Regions from separate parts of the Ovis aries genome. Here region 1 is linked to region 2. The links are chromatin contacts, called in public Hi-C maps. All regions are on one chromosome and are shown on one strand. Each heading gives the region's core, a stretch centred on a gene start, on an enhancer-like site or on the middle of the called end of the contact. The rest is flanking DNA. Distances are from core to core; before and after follow the strand shown. Region 1 holds the start of GEM (GTP binding protein overexpressed in skeletal muscle). Region 2 has its middle 66 kb from the start of GEM.

Region 1 (3,961 bases), core at 125-2,624, 66 kb after region 2:
GCGTGGGGCCTGGCATGTCTCAGCAGCTGGTCACTTGGATAATCCCCAGAGCATGAAAATGCTGCAGAGTAACAGAGAACAGACTCTGTTCACAGCAGGGTCCAGCCACTTGAATAGATGCTGGTGCCTCTGGCTGTTTTCCGGGGCCACCAGCCCATCCAGAGATGCAGCTGGCTGGAAAAGCAGATGGGTGTGTTGGAAAGGCCAGTGTCACCTCCAAACACAGTGTCTGGGAAATGCCCGTGGCCTGCCAAAGAGGTCACTGAATCCCTCCAGCTGGGGGCACAGTGCAAAGAGCCAGGCAAGCGGAGCTTCAAGTCCTGATGCTGCCACATACATGAGCTGCGTGACCTTGGGCAAGCTCTCTGACTTTGGGGGTCATTTTCCTCCTCCATATAATGGGAGCAGCAGTATCTTCACCTTGCAGAATTGTAGTAAAGTTTGAGATACTGCAGAGGTCTAACAGTACCTACTAAATATAGGAACTCAGAGACACTCAGTAAATGATAGAAGTGACTGTTTCTGTTATCTTGTGCCCTTTTTTCACAGGCATCATTCTTGGGACTGGAACCCAGGCTAAGGCTCCTCGCATGGCCAGAGGCCCTGGCCCCACGGCCAGGACCGGCCATGCCAGGGAGCCTGGTACAGGAGATGCTACTAGTCGGGATGCTGATTAAATTCCCTGATCCAGGAGCCTCAGCGTCCTGGTCCAGGGCAGGAGGGCTAGCCACATTGAGCACAGTCTGCTTGGATCCCTACTTAAGCTATTTTTTCAAGACCTTTTCAAGGTCTTGCCCCCTTGCCCCACCTTCCTCTGGCCCCTTTTCTCTGGGTCCCGGTCAGAGAAGGGAGACAAGCAGTGTGGGTATCCCCTCCTTCCCTCATTCACCGGGAAGGCGACAGGAGCGGGCAGAGGCCGTTTTCCTTGCAGAAGATGCGGCTGACACAAGCCCCGAACACTTCCATGGGGCTGTAGCCCCCTGTTTTGTTTTGTTTTTGTTTTTTCTTTTGGCGAAACTGGGTTTCCAATCCCAACCTGCCTCTTCCTCCATCCTTCATCCGGACAGCTCGCGAACTGTTTTGCTGGAAAGTGCAATTAAGGGGCACTTCGTGTTTTGTCTGCCCCCTTCCAGCGTCCGCCTGGTCAAAAGAACAAACCAGAATAAAGGAAGCCGGGATTCAACTGTCGTTATTTTTTTTTAAAAGGGGAGAGAGGCGGGGGTCACATGACGGCGAGTCACCGATTTGGCGAAGGGGCTGCCCCTCGGGGCTTGCTGCAGAGCCGCCCGGCCCCCAAACCCCGGGCGGGGGCGCTGACGTCACGGCAGAGCCCGGGCCGCGCGCGTATAAACCGCGGGGCGCGGGCGCGGGCGCACCCGGCGCAGTCACCCCGCGATCGGCCGCCCGCATCGCGGCGCGCGTCCGCTCTCAGCCGCACCCCCGGTAAGGCGAGCAGCCCGCGGCGGGGAGCGGGGTCCTCCGGAGAGGCGCGGGGGGCAGGACTGGGGGAAGGGGTGGGCGTCCGCAGCCCGCGGAGAACTTTCCAAGTGGGGAAAAGAACCTTCCGGACCTGCTGTCCGGCGCGGTGGTCTTTCGATCGGGGGTCGGGGGGGTGAGGGGTGTTGCAGAGTTTAAGGGGCGAAGGATGCCATTCGGCGGTGGCGGGTTGCTTTCGTGCAGTTCAGTTGGAGGGTCATCTCCTCCTCCAGACTGTGGTCGGAGGACAGCCGTCAGGGATACTTCAGGCACTGGTTGTTTGAAGAGTCGGCCTACCGGAGGCGCTGCTTGTAAGATTAAAAAAAAACAAACCTACAAACCGATCGGTCATCAGGGTCATCGAGGTGAGGGTCGCGGCTAGGGTCATCGACGTGTTGGGGTTCTGGGGAGTGCGTGCGGGAAGGGGAGGGTCTCTCGCTCACCGGTGCATCTTGCTGCTGAAAATGAGATTGCTTCTGCTTTCTGTCTGAGAGTCTGGGAGTCCAGACCACCGGGCAAGGGGAGGCAGTCTTGAGAAAGGCCAAGCTGTAGCCACGTTGTTGAATGTCTTTCTGGAGGGAGTCTTGGACCTGATTGGCTTCAGGAAGGTGGAAATCCGAGCTGATGGAAAGGAACTCTTGGAGTGGACAGAGTTTAAAAAGAGTGAAGCACTGTCTCTGCAAGTTTGACAGCTCTGAACGTGAGCAGGTCCTCTCCCTGCCAGAAGGACAAGGCAGAGGGATGGGTTAAATGTGATATCTGTGGGCAGGGGGCAGAAGTGAGGCATATACCTATTGCAGAAATTCTTCTCCCCCTCAAATAAGAGCATATTCAGGCATCAGGGCAACTTTACTAAACATGGAAGTTCCAATCAGCCCTGGTCCAATCCAGCCGGGGGGGATGATGTCATTGTCACGTGTTCCCCACTGAGGCATAAAAGCCTGCTGGGTGCTGCTGCTACTTAAGTGCCATGTTTAGACATCAGCGGCTAACCTGGCCAGCTGGTCCCCAGCTGCATTAACTTGTTGCTTTTCAAGCCTTCTCTAGAGGCTCTTCGTGCCTTCTGGCTGCCTCTGTGCCCGCTCTGAGTGGGGAATCCCCAGGCTTCCTTGAGGATGGAGGAAGCCCCAGGGCAGTGGGCGATATTAACGGTACCTTTTCCTCTTTGCAAATGACAGTCTCCCTGAGGAGCTGCTGTGTGTGTGTGTGTGTGTGTGTGTGTGTGTGTGTGTGTGTGTGTGTGTGTTCAGTTGAAAGCCTGTTGGGTTTGGGGACTGCTTCACTGGTGTTCCTTGTGTGAGGGTTACTTGGTAACCTCACATACTAAAATATCACTGATGACTGTGTTCGAGCTCCCTGAACTCATGCTTCCTGATGCTACCATCTTGGCTGCTTTGCCTTCCAGGACCTGACGATGACTCTGAACCATGTCACCATGCGCCAGGGCACGGCGGGCGTGCAGCCGCAGCAGCAGCGCTGGAGCATCCCTGCCGATGGCAGGCATCTCATGGTCCAGAAGGAGCCCCCGCAGTACGGCCAGCGCAGCCGTCCCCCCACCGCCCCCGAGGACCCCTGCCGCCGGAGCTGGTCCTCCGACTCCACGGACTCAGTCATCTCCTCCGAGTCCGGGAACACCTACTACCGGGTGGTTCTCATCGGGGAGCAGGGGGTGGGCAAGTCCACTCTGGCCAACATCTTTGCGGGTGTCCATGACAGCATGGACAGCGACTGCGAAGTGCTTGGAGGTAGGTGGCCCGGCTCCGGAGGGCTTTACGGGACAGCAGTGGTCCAGCAGGAAGAGTGAGTGGGTGGGTCATTTGTCTGCAGAGTTGGGAAGTGCGATTATGCCTTCTTGGCTCTGCCTGGGGAGCCGAGTCCCCACAGACGTGCTGGCATAGGCCTCTGGGACAAGAAAGTGAAAATGCTTATAGATAGAAGCTGGGCCAGAGAAGGAATTTCTTACATTCCAGCTCTAAAGGGACCAGGGAGACGGTTTACGGAGGGTGGAGCCGGAGGGTCAGGATCCCACCTCTGGCTTTTGCCAGTTCTGACCTGGACCTTTCAAGCACTCAGTGTAGAGACAGCCTTTTTCCATGGTGATACTTAAAACCAAGCCAATTAGAAAACTGTTAAGATGAATTCATTAGTTTGTTCATTGCAGTATTAGAGGCTTTAGAGGGTATAAAATTGTTTAAAATCTCTATTTTCAATAGCACAATATTTAAAAAAGATATTGAAAGTTAGCAATGATGATACTTAACGTTTGTAAGTATACTTACGGTTTTTCAATTTTCCATGGATAATCTCATTTAAGGTATTTATTATTTAGGCCTTGGTTTCCAAAACTGATCTGAGATGATACAGTCTCAAAAAAATCACATATTCCTCAAGTAAAGCATAGCACTGTATTCTGGGAAGTAAAATGAGGCTCCTGTAGTCGATGGTTTAAATTCAGTGTCTTTCAGCCACAGGATCTTAGACAATG
Region 2 (4,061 bases), core at 168-2,667:
CCGTCCGTAGAGTCGCAAAGAAGTTGGACACAACTGAGCGACTGAGCGTGCACTCAGAATGTCATGTCACCTAGGTCACAGCTGAAGTTTCCAGCGTGCATGGAGAAGTTCTGCATTCTGTATTCTTTTTTGTTGGTTTGTTAGCTTAACCCTGAATAAATACTATGTTTGTTCAATTTACATAACTTTGTAATAAATCTTGACATATGAATGGAAAGCTCACCCATTTTGCTTAAAATTTGTACTGACTTGTTTTTGGTGTTCTGCTCTTTTCCATTAATTTTAGTTTTTGCTTATAAAGCTACATATAGCCATTGACATTGTTTTTTAGTTATTCATTCTCTATTTAGTCCATTTTAATGGTAATACAAATGTCTTAAGAAAAAATGGAAAAGATTTTATCACTCTGGAAAATCACTATAATTTTTTAATATTGGTAGGTAGCCTGGTTATATCTTCTTGGCTGGGACAGTTTCTTCTCTCTGTCTCCCTCCCTCTGTATGCTTGTCCCTGACCCTGTTTTCTTCTTTTTGCATCAATCTTTGAACATTTTCTAATAACTCAGACTCTTTATTAATTACATTAAGAAACCCCAATTTGCAGCTACTTAAATACAGTCTTTCTGAAAAATGGCCCACATCTGTTTTTATTCCCAAATCCTTGTTGAATGTTTTGTTCTTTTGAGCTGACACCTTAGGCTTAGTTTTGTGCCTAAGTTTTTCCAAATCTTCAGTAAAACAATGTCAATGGTTCTGAGATTTCTTACATCTTGGAGGAACGTTTACTTGTTTTCTCTGGAGAGTAAAATAAGTTTCTTCTTATCTGAGATGCTATGATTCCGTTGTTTCTTGGGCTGTAAGTAGGGGGGCCTGGCGTGCTGCAATTCATGGGGTCGCAAAGAGTCGGACACGACTGAGAGACTGAACTGAACTGAACTGATCTGAGAACTGCTAGCTGGACACAAAATTGCCATAAAACAGCACAGGATTTTCTACTTTGCTTAAAGTGCCGATGGGATCATTTCGTGTTTTAGGTTTTCAGGATGGGTCAGCATTATTTTCTATCTCAGTAAATTAAAAAAAAAAAATGCAACTGTAACTGATGTTTGGAGTACACTTTTATAATGTAGATAAAAATCCATGGAAACTTGGAAACATAAACATATCCTGGCAAGATGATTTTAGACAATACCAAACTTGAATTGTGGGGATAGAGTGGAGAGGAGGGTGTTCTTTGAAGGAGATAAGCCCTTCTCCTGGGATTCAGAGCTTCATCTGCTTCTGCTCAGAACACGAAGTGCTCTGATGATTAGATTGGATCAGGTTCTTTCTGTCTCAGAGATGATTCCGGGTGTCTCCCTTGGAACGAATCCCCAGCAGCCAGAACAGAATCCAGTGTCCTCCTGGCAGCACTGCCACGGTGTATTTCTTCACCGCTGACTCAGAGATTTCAGAGTGCTTTGCCATCAACTGCAGTTTGCCATGCCCCATGGCTGTGAGCAGAAATCTTGATCAACAGAAATCTCTTTACTTGAGCCGGCAGAGCTGATTAACTTATACCTGTGTAAATAACTCTGATGGTTCCCAGACTGGGGAAACCTCTCCTATGAGTGAAATAATGGGACTTAAATTTATTGTCGATAAATCGGCTGCTTGCCCCTTTTTCCATACTAGACCCTGTGAAAGACGTGCTATTCCATGTGATATCTGAGTCTTCTCTGTTCAACCCATCCTGTTCCTTTCACCAGCCTGCCTAGTTACGAGTGCATTCACGTGTCTTCATTCTTTAATGACTGATCACCTGGGTCTTTTTCCTCAACATTACTTCTGCCCCGGTACCTGTTTATACCACCTTTTTGTTTTTAAAATTATGAAATACTTTAAACATACAAAAAAGGTATATAGTACAATTTAGTAGTAGCTACCTCTACATATCACACAGCTTTCACTATCATAACATTTTGCTGGGTCTCTTTAGATGTTTTTTCATTAAGAAATAAAATCTACATTAAAAAATAGAAATGAATTTTTAAAAAGAGAAACAAAATCCAACAAATACAGTGAACCCTGCTCTGACCTCATTCCTCTTCTCAGAAATGATTGATATCCAGAATTTTTCCATAAAGTTTTTTTAAGTATTGTTTTGTGGGCTATAAAACTTTAAGTGTTGTAGCACTGTGAGTATTCTTTCAATCTATTCCTCCTACTCTACATATTTAAAAAAAATTATCCATGCTGATACAAGTTGCTCTGGTTTCTCACTGTAATTGCTGAGTGATATTCATAGAGTAAACATATCACTATTCGTTGTTTATCCTATGATGAACAGGTAGGTTGTTTCTATTTTTTTTCCCTCTATAAACAAGCTCCCAAACTTATTTTTGCTCATGTCTCTTTAGATACCTGAGCAAGACTTTGTCTAAAAGATGGAGTTGCTCAGCTATAAGCTATTCCATCCTTATGGAAAAATTACTCTCCAAGTGGTTTTTGCCAGTCTCTGTGGAATTGAAATTGTATCTCAGTGAAATTGTATTTAACTACAGGTGGAATTGAATATATGGTCATATTTTAATTGACTATTTCCGCTGATAATTGTCCACTTTAAACACTGAACTTTCTGTTTTACTTGTTTTTATGAACCTTTAACATATTCTGAACACTAATCTTGTGCAGTTGCATGTCAAATTATCTTCTTTGAAGTAGTTTGTATTGTCATTTTGTTACTAGAATGCTTTGATGTGAGCTTTCCGAGTGGCTCAGTGGTAAAGAATGCATCTGCTCTGCAGGAGACACAGGAGATGTGGGTTCAGTCCCTGGCTCAGGAAGATTCCCTGGAGGAGAGCATGGCAACCCACTCCAGTATTCTTACCTGGAGAATCCCGTGGACAGAGGAGCCTGGTGGGCTACAGTCCATAGGGTTGCAAAGAGTCAGACACAACTGAAGCGACTTAGCACATGCTTTGATGTACAGAGGTTTTTGGTTTCTTTTTTTTTTTTTTAACTTTGCATCATTTAGCTCAATAAGTATTTTTTATTTTATTTTTAAATTTATTGGAATATAGTTAAATCACAATGTTGTGTTAGTTTTAGCTGTTTCAGCAAAGTGATTCGGTTGTACAGAGGTTTTTAAATTCAATCTTTCCTTATGACTTCTTGTATTTTGGTTAAAAAATCCTTCTTTACCCGAAAGTCATGAATATATTCTTCCATATTTTAGTGTAAAAGCTTTAACATTTTCCTTTTCACATTTGAAGCGTTTAATCTACCTGGAATTTGTTTTTATATATGCTGTTTAATCAGGGTCTAGGCTTTTTTCCCCTCTTAAGGATCACTGCTTATTCCAATACTGTTTACATGTTAGTTGATAATTTCCCCATGATTTTTAGTGCTGTCTTTGAAAATATCAAGTTTTTATATTTATGATTCTGTTTCTGTGATAGCTCATGGATATACTTGGCTGTCCTTGTCCTAAGCGCTATTAATCACTACAGCTTAATACTCAGATGTGTACTTCAGAATGCTGTGGCTACTTCTGGCCCTTTTCTTTTCCTATAAATTTCTGAATTAGCTGTCAAGATGCAGAGAACAGTCTTGGTATTTTGATTGGGTTTGCACTAACTTTCCTAGATTCATTTTGGAAGACTTGCTCTCTTGAAGATATGGGGGCTCCCCACCTATGAATATCATCAATCTGTTTCCATTTATTTAATCCTTCAATTGTGTTTTGTATCATTTGGTATTGTTTTATAGCCTTTTCCACAGAAATATTGCACACAAATGATAGATTTAGTCCTTGGTATGCGTGCATGCTTAGTTGCTCAGTTGTGTCTGACTCTGTGCGACCCCTTGGACTGTAGTCCACCAGGCTCCTCTGTCCGTGGGATTTCCCAGGCAAGAATACTGGAGTGGGGTGCCATTTCTTACTCCAGAGGATCTTCCTGACCCAGGGATTGAACTTGCGTCTCTTGCATTGGCAGGCGGATTCTCTACTGCTGTGCCACCTGGGAAGCCCAGTTCCTGTTATAGGTGGTATTTATTTTTTTGTGGAAAACATATTAAAAA

Evidence for each region. Hi-C and Micro-C count contacts between places; a contact is called where the count stands out from the background.
Region 1: a contact with region 2 is called in a Hi-C map of tail adipose tissue, with 4 times the contacts expected there. The contact joins the promoter of GEM here to the enhancer-like site in region 2. A contact is called at or near these places in 4 of 16 Hi-C or Micro-C datasets (omental adipose tissue, skin fibroblasts and tail adipose tissue).

Annotation. Positions count from the first base shown.
Region 1 is chr9:82,966,092-82,970,052 of ARS-UI_Ramb_v3.0, forward strand. It overlaps GEM (GTP binding protein overexpressed in skeletal muscle), which reads left to right and starts at 1,375. Exons shown (of 5, transcript XM_027973224.2): 1 at 1,375-1,443; 2 at 2,882-3,221. The coding sequence starts at 2,891.
Region 2 is chr9:82,899,799-82,903,859 of ARS-UI_Ramb_v3.0, forward strand. No RefSeq gene overlaps it. Among named protein-coding and RNA genes, the nearest start is that of GEM, 66 kb to the right of the region's middle. Within about 2 kb of position 1,418, at least 6 of the 54 cell types and tissues checked have an H3K27ac peak or open chromatin away from gene starts, as enhancers often do. A contact at or near this core is called in tail adipose tissue, where this site is marked.